Regions from separate parts of the Mus musculus genome. Here region 2 is linked to region 1. The links are chromatin contacts, called in public promoter capture Hi-C maps. All regions are on one chromosome and are shown on one strand. Each heading gives the region's core, a stretch centred on a gene start, on an enhancer-like site or on the middle of the called end of the contact. The rest is flanking DNA. Distances are from core to core; before and after follow the strand shown.

The links. Promoter capture Hi-C pulls out the DNA fragments that hold promoters and counts their contacts.
Region 2: a promoter capture Hi-C map of macrophages shows a contact between it and region 1, with 7 read pairs. The contact joins the promoter of Trem2 here to the promoter of Treml2 in region 1. A contact is called at or near these places in 13 of 39 promoter capture datasets (the C10 cell line, the HPC-7 cell line, HPC-7-derived erythroid cells and 9 more), 5 of 15 datasets of contacts at CTCF or cohesin (CD8 T cells, the G1E-ER4 cell line, the NIH/3T3 cell line and 2 more), 53 of 484 Hi-C or Micro-C datasets (B cells, the BV-2 cell line, the Ba/F3 cell line and 37 more), 22 of 115 datasets of contacts at active chromatin or transcription factors (the 230-238 cell line, CD8 T cells, the HPC-7 cell line and 14 more) and 7 of 9 other capture datasets (adipose tissue, bone marrow-derived macrophages, embryonic stem cells and 4 more).

The regions. Positions count from the first base shown.
Region 1 is chr17:48,296,817-48,302,905 of GRCm38.p6, reverse strand. It overlaps Treml2 (triggering receptor expressed on myeloid cells-like 2), which reads right to left and starts at 2,868. Exons shown (of 5, transcript NM_001033405.2): 1 at 2,310-2,868; 2 at 1-294. The coding sequence starts at 2,379.
Region 2 is chr17:48,343,438-48,349,526 of GRCm38.p6, reverse strand. Trem2 (triggering receptor expressed on myeloid cells 2) reads right to left here and starts at 3,126. Exons shown (of 5, transcript NM_031254.3): 1 at 2,932-3,126; 2 at 720-1,070. The coding sequence starts at 2,971.

The DNA.
Region 1 (6,089 bases), core at 1,619-4,118:
CCAAAGGGTAGAAATGCCCAGCCGTGTTACGCATACACCAGTATCGTCCGGAGTCCTGAACTCTGAGAGCTTCCATGGTGATACGGACTACCTTGACCTTGGCATCATCCCGCAGAGAGTAGCTGGGACCCCTCACCCAGCTCCGGGTGAAGTTGTGGTCGCACTTCTTCTTCTTGACTTTGCACCAAGACTTGGCCTCAACTAAGTTCCGGCGGTTCTTGTAGGAGCACTGCACAGACAGGGTCTCGCCTTCACGCCGCCACACTTTCCTGTACAGGTTCTCATTGGAGTGACCTGGGGAGACAGGACTTTTCTGACCAAGGTCGGCCGAGAAAGAAGGCATCTTGAAAATGGAAGCTGGGGGTGAAAGGAGAGAGGGATGCTGCCCTGACTTCCCTGGAGCTCAGTGTGAGGCAAGAACATAGCCGGACCCTCCGAGAATCTGTCACAGAGAAACACAGCACCTCTAACCCCCAGAAGGTCTGCTCTGAGTCTGATGGAAGAGGCCCCCAGTTCAATGAGGGACACACTCCTAACACAAGAGCTCCACCAGACATAGTCTTGTTCCTCTGGATGTTTTCCACTCTTCAGGGATGCTCAGGATTTCAAGATCAATCCAGACCCTGCCTTCGGGGAGACAGATGCAGACACAACAGCTCATCAAGCTCTGGAACCAGAGAGCACAAACTACAGAGGCCAAGAGAAGGTCCCAGTATCCGGAAAAATGATGAAGAATTATTTCTCCCAATAGTAGTCTCCCTTCCTCTTTCTCTCCTACCTGGACACTCTCTTCTTTATGTCTTGTTTGGGGTTGTGGGGAACACCATGCCTCGTATCTCGAGCAGGGTAGGCAAGCACTCTAACCACTGAGCCACACCCCTGCCCCTATTGGATACCTTTTAAGTAGCACTCTCCATGGTCCTTAATTTTTAAATACCCTATATTAACACACAGATTAAGCACACCACACACACTTAAGTCCCATGGATGAGCCAGCCAACAGATACAGTATTCACTGTCCATCCAACTTTTTGTCATCGGGACTTGACTTTGACATCTGTAGATGCACCAGGCAAATCATGGCTGTGCCAGGATGCTTGGGGCCTGCGGACCACAGGCTGGCCATGGATGGTAGAGTCTCTATACCTAGGAGTGAGATGTGGCCCAAGCCTGTAATAGCATGAAGGAGACTGAAATAGGGGGATCCTGAGTTTAAGACTAGCCTGGGATACCTAGTGAGATCAGGCTAGCCTGGAAACAAAATCCCATCTCTAATTTGTACCTGTAACACCAGGGATGGGTTTGGGGGGGGGGGCAGGGAAGGGGGAAGGGGATGGACTGGAGTGCATACACGTGTGTGTATAACACACACAGAGAGAGAGAGAGAGAGAGAGAGAGAGAGAGAAAGAGACAGAGACAGAGAGACAGAGAGAATGAATATGAATGAAGACATGAATGAGTTCTGTGCCCTTCATAATCCAGTCTGTTGAAGAAAGCAGAGCAGGGCAATTCAAGAGATGGAGGGAGGGAGAGGGTACAGTGAAGACCCAGAAGCCACCTGCCCTTGTTTCCAACAGCTTGTAGCTGAAGCTCTAAGGTCTGTTCCTCCCTTGCCAAGTAAACAGAACAGAACAGGCCTCGAATTCACCTCGGCTCAGCCCAGGGTTTCGAGACCCTTCTCCCTGCAGAGTGGCAGAGACCTGGAAGAAGCCTTTTGGGGTCCCAGGTTCGTTTGTGCCCATGTATTTTCTGTCACTTGGTGAAGGGAGGGTTTGCCAGCCCTTACTCTAGCCAGAACAGAACAGGAAGTGGTAAGCGGTTGCCTCGGCAGTCAGGAAGGTCGAAACCAGTGAGCCCCTTGCAGAGTAGCCTCTAGTTGGGAAGGGCCTTTGGGGATTGGTTCCCTTCCAGTCAGAGCTGAGGGACCGGATGTGGCATCAGCATTCCGAGAAAACGAAATTTAAAGTGTGCAGACTTGATACAAGAACTCATACTGGCACCAGTCAGACAAAGGCCAAACAGAGGTCATTTCTGTGAGAAAATTAAATGCTCATTCTTCGTTACAAGGGAACCCACTAGATGAAGGCCAATATAGAGGATACAGCTACATCTTAGCCTGTCTAAGCTCTGCCTGGGGCCAGATATTAGCAGGGGACATTCTCACTGGTCTCTGGTAAAGACCGGTCAGCCCACCCTCCTTCCCCAACCCACAAAACATTAAGATAGTGGAACAAGAAGAGGCAGTGTGGGGTAGACAGGGGAAGTAGTCTTTCTCTTCTACCAACCCCACCCCCACCCCTGCCTCTCACCTGAGACACAGCCCTGTAGCCACAGCAGCAGCAGCAGCAACAGCAGGAACGTAAGAGGCCATGGCTCCATCCAGATGCAATGTCACAGTCAGCCCGGGGATCGAGGGGCAGGACCCACACTGATCCCAGGCATGCCACCTGACCTCCCAGGGTTGGACGGCAGGCTCTGAAAAACCACAGTTGCCTGTTTGGGGAAGTGAGCCCCTGTGGCACACAATGCCCCCAGTGGAGCCTATCACAATTGTGGGGAGAGAAAGTGAGGGTGAGGGCGAGGGCGGGAGCTGTCTGTTTCCGCCCTCTTCCTCAGAACTTCAGGCAGGTGTGGCTGCTCCACCCTGTCTTGGGGCCCCTGGGCCAGAGAAAACTCCAGAACCCCACAATGTCTGTGATTCTCTGCAGAAAACTGGATCCATCTGGGGTGTCTCCTCATTCACAGCAGCTGGTCCTCCACTCGGGGAACTGGAGGAGAGGCTTCTGGAACATTCTGTAGAGACTTCATGGGATCTTCTGGGTTCTGAGATTCAGGAGCAGGTGCTCTCTGGCAGGCCTTGACATACTCCTTCAGAAGGAAGGTCTTTAGTCTGGTAAAATGGACTCCTTCAGTCACCCTGACCCTCCTCTGTCCAGGCTAGTCACTTCAGTCACTCCTGCTCACAGTTGCAAATAACCTCTCACGGACTCACGTGCGGGCTTATTTTTGTCATGGGGGAAACAAGATGCAAATTTTAAAATTCTCTCTCTCTCTCTCTCTCTCTCTCTCTCTCTCTCTCTCACACACACACACACACACACACACACACACACACACGTGCGCGCAGCCTCTCCCTCTCCCCTCTCCTCCCCTCTCCTCTCCCCTCTCCCCTCTCCTCCCCTCTCCTCCCCTCTCCCCTCTCCCCTCTCCCCTCTCCCCTCTCCCCTCTCCCCTCTCCCCTCTCCCCTCTCCCCTCTCCCCTCTCCTCTCTCCCCTCTCCCCTCTCCCCTCTCCCCTCTCCTTCTCCCTCTCCCTCTTCCCGTATTTCCCTGGCTCTGTTTTTCCTGGTCCTAAGTCACCCAGCAATTTTCTCTAGCCTTCCACTGCTCCAAGGCTTCCAGGCTTCTTGAAGTGAGGTAAACCTTCCCCTCCCCCACCTCCTCTCAAATGACCCCGCCCTCAGAGCCCCTCCCTCCCCTTGTTCTGCAGGCTTAGGCCACCTTGGAGCACACAGTTCTGTCTCTTCAACTTCCTCCCCTCAACCATATCTCTCTTCTACAGCCACCCGGCTCTAGCTAAAATGACCCAGCATTTGGCCCAAGACTCCACCCATCCCTCTGTCTCCAAAGAATCAAAAGACTCTACTGATGTCCAACAGCTGTGCAACCTGCTCTTGTGGATTATGGAGGCTCAGGGGACTCCGTGATTATATGGGATCCCTCTACTTGTTTAGGACACTGAACAAAAAGTTCTGCCATTTGCACAGCCAAAGTCTTTACACGAACTTGAACTCCCAAGTCCCAGACCAAAGGAATTGTAGTTTTGCTCTCTTCAAATTTCTCACATTTTAAACTCATTCATTCATTCATTCATTCATTCATTCATCCATCCATTCATTCATTAGTTCTTACAGTGTGCTTGCTCTGCATGGCCCTGAACACTATGGGGAAAGGATGAAAGGGCTCTGATGTGACATTCAAAGGGACACTGAGACACATTATCTTTTGAGGGAGAGAAATGTATTTAATACTGTGAACAGAAGTTCCTGGAAAGATCTGCACCTGATGTTGAACCTTCTAGGAGGCTGACTGACTGACTAGAATGTCAGTTGACACATTTAGGACTCTGTTTTCTGTTTGTGAAGCCCACGCTGCTCCAAGCTGCCCCCACCTTGGCTGCTCAGCCAAGATGAATTGTACCCTAAACTGCACTCCCAAACCAATGAAGTTCACTGGCAAGACGGCTCAGCAGGTAAGGGGGCTTTTGAGAAGCCAAAGGACCTGAGTTCCATCCTCAGAGTCCCAGGGTTTGGTTTCAGACCCCAGAACAAACAACTGAGGTGCACAACTTATATACCAAAGCAGACCTGGCCTCCAGTTTCTCCCAGCATCCCTCAGTCCCTCCTTGGCACAACCCCACCCTCTACCCAGACCTTACCAGCCCAGGGGCTGGGCTGACCTTCCCCCACAGGCGCTTCCCTATATAATCCAGACCTTTTAGTCTCTTTGCTGCCCCCTTTTCTCCTCTTTTCTTTTTCTCTTCCCCCTCCCTTCATTTCCCTTCCTATGGCTACTTCCCAGGCCTCTTTCCTTGAGACCAATGAACTTGCACACCCAATAGCAGCTTCCTAGTAAACCTGCTTTTATACACTCTAATCTGGCTTGAATTGCTTTGTTTCACCAGTGGAGAAAAAACTTATCACACATGATGGAAGGAAAGAACTGAGTCCAGGGAGGTGTGCTCTGTCTGTCTGTCTGTCTGTCTGTCTTTCTCTCTCTCTCTCTCTCTCACACACACACACACACATACACACACACACTCATGCACACACACACACACACACACACATGTGCACACACACTTGCATACACACTTGGATGAGGTCACCCTGAGGAAAGGTTAGCTTTGCAAAATTCAATTCAATGAACAAAGAGAAAGAATGTACCACATCGGTGCGTCTATTGCTATCTGGTTAAATAGATTGTATTCTTATTATAATGATGTCATTAGTTTTTATTCTCATTGTTTAGAGACAAGATTTCATCTAGCCCAGGATTAAACCCTCTGTGTTGACAAGGATGATCTTATACTTTAAACAATAAGATTTTTTTTTCCAGGTGTGATGGTGAGCCCAAGGACAGCCTGGTCTACATAGTGAAAATCTGTCTCAAAAACAAACAAACAAACAATCTCTCTAGGTTCTGTTTTTTTGTTTTGGGTTTTTTTTTTTGTTTTGTTTTTTGTTTTTTTGTTTTTTTGTTTTTTTGTTTTTTGATGTCTGTGAGTGTTTTGCCTGCATGTATGTATGCACACCACATATGTGCCTGGTTTCTGTGGAGGTTAGAAGACGGCTTTAGAGCCCCTGGGACTGGAGTTACAGATACAGTGTGAGCTGGGAATGGAACCCAGATCCTCTATTGAGCCAACTCTCTAGCTCTTTTAGCTACATTAAAAAAAAAAAAAAAAAAAAAAAAGACTGCTTCAGTGACCATGGAGAGTTTGCAAAGAAGACAGTCCATAGCCCAGTTTTCTTAGCCCTTATGGAGGGGCTGGAGAGATAGCTTGGCGACCATGAGCACTTCTTCTTCTTGCAGAGAACCTGGACTTGGTTTCCAGCACTCACGAGGCAACTTACAACCATCTTAACTTCGGTTCCAGGGAATCTGGCTCCCTCTTTCTGGCTTCTGAAGGCAGTAGGCACACGGATGGTGCACATATATGTATGATGACAAAACAACCAATCACACACACACACACACAAATAAATAAATTTTTCTAAAAACTGCATGAAAACATTAACAGATTAAAACAAGGTTAAAATTTTGGGGTCACCTCGTCTGTACTCTCAGACAATGATCACTCTTATTCAGCTCCCAAGTAAATTCTGTATTGTACTCTTTGAGGTAAGCATTGTATTACCATATAGGCAGACAGCAGCCTGGTCAGGGATCTGAGGACAGCTCAGAGGAAGTGGGAGGTTCCAAGTCCCATGCATGGTTGGTGGTACCCTCTTGCAACTGAGCTGTCTCTTGAGTCAGCTCCAAGTGTGGGGGCAGCACAAATCTACAAAACAAGCCACTTTAACTCTG
Region 2 (6,089 bases), core at 1,877-4,376, 46 kb before region 1:
TAAAACCATTTCCTCTGAACTGAAACATGTCCTCATGGGGGGAGGAGAGAAGGCCATATAACTCAAAGAGTAAGGAAAGCATACAAGGCTCAGGCACCTCGTAGAACTTTATAGGATTTATACACACACCCCTAGATTATATCTGCCATTACAGTTGTCAGAAGAGGAGACTCTAACTAAGACCTACAAGATGCTCAGGAGCTCCATGCAGGGAGCCCCAGGGATGCAGGGAGCCTCAGGGATGCAGGGAGCCCCAGGGATGCAGGGAGCCCCAGGGATACAGGGAGCTCCAGGGAATGCAGGGAGCCCCAGGGATGCAGGGAGCCCCAGGGATTGAGGGAGCCCCAGGGATGCAGGGAACCCCAGGGATGCAAGGAGCCCCAGGAATGTGGGGAGCACGGAGGAGCACCAGGAATGCGGGGAGCACCAAGGTTGCTGTTTTTTTTATTATTCATAATCCATGCTGGGATGATTTTTTTTTTTTAGATGACACAGTTGTTTTTGAATTGCCTGTAAATAAACCCTTGCCAGGCACCTACAAGTAGCCCCAGTATACTCACGAATTCACTAAGCTAGACCTGGACTGAATCATTTCTTATATCTGTTTGTGATAGCTAATCTGGGACAGGCATTTATTTATGTCCCCCTGAAAAAGTCCCACAACAATAAGACCTGGCACAAGGACCAGCCAAAGGTGCACCCAGCTACTGTGTACTCACCCTCCAGCACCTCCACCAGTACTTTCTGCAGGACCTCAGCCTCTCGGCCTCGGAGACTCTGACACTGGTAGAGGCCCGCGTCACCGGCTTGGAGGTTCTTCAGAGTGATGGTGACGGTTCCAGCAAGGGTGTCATCTGCGATGACTGTGCTCCCATTCCGCTTCTTCAGGAAGGCCAGCAGCCACACACCGTGTGTGCTCACCACACGCTGGCATGGGCCCTCCTCACCCAGCTGCCGACACCAGGCCTTGCGTCTCCCCCAGTGCTTCAAGGCGTCATAAGTACATGACACCCTCAAGGACTGGCCGGCCATGCCCTGCAGCACCGTGGTGTTGAGGGCTTGGGACAGGGCTGCAGAGGAGACAGCCACTTGCTTGGAAGCAGTTCCAGGAGTGCAGGGAGCATAGCGTGTGCATGGTCATTAGGATAAGTTCTGGTCCTTGGGTACCTTCCACTTTTTGTTTGAAACAGAATATCTCATGCGTGTGCAAGATGGTTAATGACTGACTCCCTGACGGGCTCTAGAATCATCTAGGGGCAAACCTATGAGCTTGCCCGTGAGGGATTTTCTAGGTCAGGTTAGCCTATAGGAACATGAATGAGAGACTATCTGGACTCAGTTCTTTGGTGTAAGAAGATCCACCCTGACCTATGGGCAGTAACATTCCGTGGGCCAAAATCCCTAGCTATATCAAAAGGACAAAGAGAACCCAGAGGCTGCGTGTATCTCTTAGCTTCCTGACTGAGCATGCAATGTACAGCTGCCTCTGGCCACCATGTGTCCCCTCCAGGATGGAGTGTATCCCCGACGCTACAAGCCAAAATGGACCCTTCCTTTGCTGAGTTGCTTTTGTTAAGATGTTTTCTCACAGCAACCAAACAATAACTAACACAGTGCAGAAATTCACACCGTGGACCAAGCCGGCCTGTGTGCTCCTAGGGATCTGACTGTCTCTGCCTCTCGTGTCTCTGTTCTTGGGAGACAGGCATGTGACACTGTAACTGGCTTTTCTCATGCTTCCTGTGTATCCAATCACAGATCCTCATGCTTGCAAGTCAAGTATCCTGCTGGCTAAGACGTGTCTTGTTCTTGAAATCCCTCTGGCTCTATTTAAGACATCTTCCCTCTGGTCTTATGGGACCAGGATGCCTATTTTGCCCTCTTCATCTCGGGAGAGCAAGGTTAATGGATCCTTGGAGCTCAAGCTGGTTCCCTGAGGGTTGGGATGGCCCCCTCCTTCACCCTACCTTGCTGTCCGCTCCTCAGTCATCCATACTTGATGCCTCTTTCCTAAGTTTGAACTCAGCTTCCCTATTTCTGTGGCTCTGTTCCTCTTTTAAGAAGGACTTGTCTCAGGGCTATTTTGAGGGGAGACATGAGACTGCTATTTTGGGGATCCTTTTGGGGTAGAGGACATGGCATTGGAGCACCCAAGTTATGGCCAGGGCAAGGGGACAAGGGTTCAGCCAAACTTTCTACCTCTTGCACCTTGTCTCCAGCTATTACTGAGATGGGAACATGAAAGGGGGAATTACGGAGCTGATGGCCTGCCTTTCAGAGACCTCAGTCTGCCTAGAGACAGGCTAACGTTCCCTACCTCTCCTTCCACTTCCAGCTGAGATGCTGCAGGGACAAGATGCAGGGCAGCCTCTTCTCCTACCTGGGTTTGTCCATGACTTTGCAGGAACAGGAGGCACCCAGCCCACACTGGAATGAGTCAGTCCATTACAGGTGAGGATACACTGATAAAGCCTACAGCATCCTCACCTCCCACAGAGCGCTGAGGTCGAATCTGGGAGGACCTCCAGGAAGATGCAAATCCTAGTCTGTCTTTCTCTCTTCTCTCCCATTCTGCCCCTCCACTTATGGTTTAAGTGCTTCTTGAGTGTTTAAGGGCTCTTGGCAGTGTCTTAACGAGTCCCCTACCTCACAACTAGTGCCACCCTCACAGCTCCTTCAGTGACTAATTCCAGCTGCCCCTGTTACCCTTCCTATAGGTGGATATTAATCTCGGGGAGGATGTGTGAAGAACACGAATGAGCCAGTGGGGGAGAAAAGCAGAGTCAAAGCAGGACACTGGAGTGTACCAGGACTCCAGCCTCCATAATAGTTCCCCCTCCATGCCACCCTGCCCCCACACCCCAGCCATCTGCTCAAGGAAGGTGAGGAAAAGACAGTGTTGCTGAAGGTAGGTCCCTCCTGTGGTCCCACCTGTGATCAGCAGCAGGAGAAACTGGTGGAGAGGTCCCATGGCACCTTTCCTTTGCCAGCAGCCAGCCGGAGGGGACCTTGTGCAAGATCTTGCTTTTCCCTTGAAGTGCAGAAAAGAGATGACCAAGCCAGTCAGGCTCAGCCCACAGGAACTGTGCTCCTGGATTGAGCAACAGTCAGGACTAGGGTAGGCGCTGTGATTCAAGGAGGGAGAAGGGCGTGAGGGAGGGAGGAAGGAAAGGAGGCTTCTACAGTAAAGGTCAGCTGCTTTCCCGCAAGGCTGGCATGGGTGGCCCTGCATAGCTGGCGCCAGACAGTCTTTTAGGTTATTCTATCTCCTTGCAGAGCCTCATTTGAGGGGGGGTGTCATTACCCTGACGCTGTAGCCAGGGTGTCTGCCATCTCCACTGGTCCCAGTTTCCCCCAGATTGGAGGACAGTGGCTTCTTAGGAGGCTGGCATGTCACCAGAACACAACCCTATTGTGTAAGGCAGCAGGTATGGATGCAGACCAGTGCCAGAGTTCCCATTTGCTGTGTGTGCGCTCAGGCCTGTAACTTTTCTGTGCTTCAAACCATGTATCTGTAAGGTGGGGCTATTGGTGATAAGCAAGTTTATCCCGGGGCTAAAGGTGGTTTCCTACAATCCAGGGTCCAGATACGCAGAGGTCCTCAGCAAGGGTTAACTGTGTCTATTACCCCAATCAGCAGGGGATAGGGAAACAGCCAATCTCTGGTGTGTTTCAAGAATCACCTCCCTGGGGAAATGTAAAGAACATCTACTCCCCCCTCATAAGATCTCAGCCACAAACTAAAGTAAGATTCCACCAAGATTCACCCTGCTTTAGTCCGTGTTCTATTGCTGAGTGAAGAGACACCATGACCAAGGCAACTGCTATAAAAGAAAGCATTTAACTGGGCCTGGCTTACAGTTTCAGAGGCTTAGTCCATTAGTCCATTATCATCATGGCCGGCAGCATGACAACATGCAGGCAGGTGCTGGAGCAATAGCTGAGAGCTACATCCTAATCTGTAGGCAGAAAGGGAGAAAGAGAGAGCACTTTTGCTTGCCCCCCCCCCAGTTTCCTCTGAAGAGCTGAGTGTCCCCTCAGTGCATACATGTCTACACAGCTCAGTCTTTTCTTTTTTTTTTTTATTTTTTAAGATTTATTTATTTATTTATTATATGTAAGTACACTGTAGCTGTCTTCAGACACTCCAGAAGAGAGCATCAGATTTTGTTACGAATGGTTGTAAGCCACCATGTGGTTGCTGGGATTTGAACTCAGGACCTTTGGAAGAGCAGTTGGCGCTCTTAACCGTTGAGCCATCACCAGGCCCCCCTCCCCCCGTTTTTTAAAATTGATTTTTAAAAAAGATTTATTTATTTATTTATTTATTTATTTATTTATTTATTTATTATATGTAAGTACACTGTAGCTGTCTTCAGACAGTCCAGAAGAGGGCATTGTTACAGATGGTTGTGAACCACCATGTGGTTGCTGGGATTTGAACTCGGGACCTTTGGAAGAGCAGTCGGCACTCTTAACCACTGAGCCATCTCGCCAGCCCCTACGCAGCCCAGTCTTAACTTCTGACCATCCAGTGACACGGTCTCAGCATTTCCTGGAGTTCTAGAGGACAGGGATTCCATGGCTGGGGCTCCCCACAAGGGATGGTCCAGGCACAGGGTCCTGCATGTACCAAGGCACAAAGGTATCTAGCAAGTCAGGGGTGGAGCTCAGAAGATCTGAGGGCATCCCCAGCCTGGAAACAGAGCTGTGCCAGAGGTCACGAGCTAAGAAGCCAGGAGACTGGAGGTGCATTACCTGGCTCTTTCTGGTCTCTGTTGTCATGATTGTGTCTATTTATTCCTCTTTTATGGTCAGGGAGTACACCTGGGGTGGGAACTCTTAGGGAACAGAAGACAGCTCTACAACAGGACAAACAGTCTAATGCACAGAGTGGTCCTAAATCACTGGACAGGAACCATTCTTGGTGTGTGTGTGTGTGTGTGTGTGCGTGCGCGCGCGTGCGTGCTTGTGTGAGTTTGACGAAGTCAGAGGTGTCTTCCTCAGACACCATCTATTAAGGTCTAGGTAAAATGTTAAGGCCTAGATGGAATGTTAACATTTTATGCTGTTACTAGTATTATAAGGAAACTTTCTCCTGTGTTGTTTCTGCTGTTACTAGGAAACTTTTTCATGTCTAAGTTGATTACATATTCTGTTACGTTTTGTGCCCTAGGAAATCAGTCACGATAGTAGTCAGTAGAACTGCGTTATGTAGTTATTACCCATAATAAGCTTGGACCTGAACCACCCACCCAGCAGCACTTCCTGCACCTGTGTATAAGCTTTTATGATATTTGCATTCACAAGCTGCCCCTGGGATGGACCCCAACATAAGAGAGACACCTGCACCAGTATAAGAAACTATTCGAAATAAGACTTCCATTTTGACTAGGGGTCGAGTAAAGTTTAAGTTCCCAAGACCTCCCTGGAAACTGACATCCTACTTGGCAGAAAGAGAAACGACCATGGGTAACTAACACCCTGGCTGGCAAGTTAAGGCATGAATATTAGACAAGTCCCCTGCCACAGTTGAATACCCCAACCAATGGGAGCAAGATAAGTGTACAGCAAGGACATGTTCCAAAGGAAATCCCCTAGTCCTAAATCCAGATTGGTGGCATAACTTGGCATAGATGTTTGTTGATTTTAGGCTTAAAAACCCTATAAGATCTTAACTCAATGTCACAGTTGAGTTCCTGAGCCCGAATCTTGGCACTAATCAATCCGTCCTGGGGCATATGCTCAATGAACTATCCCTATCTAAACTGAAATAGGTCTGTTTGTGAGACAACTCCTGGACACAAATACCATCTACCTTATCTTTTGAGGCAGGGTCTCTCACTGGGCATGAAATTCACCAACTGGGCTATACTGTCTGGTCAGTGAACCCCAGGGATTCACCTATCTCTACCTGCCCAGATCTAGGATTATATATACACACCACTACACCTGTGTCCTTTTTACTCCAATGACTGCATCTAACCGTAATGATTTATGTTACATAATTTTATATATAGTGGATAAAAACTCATGATCCTGAGATTCACCAGAGAAAACCAATTCCACCATTTTCAGCCAGATTTGAA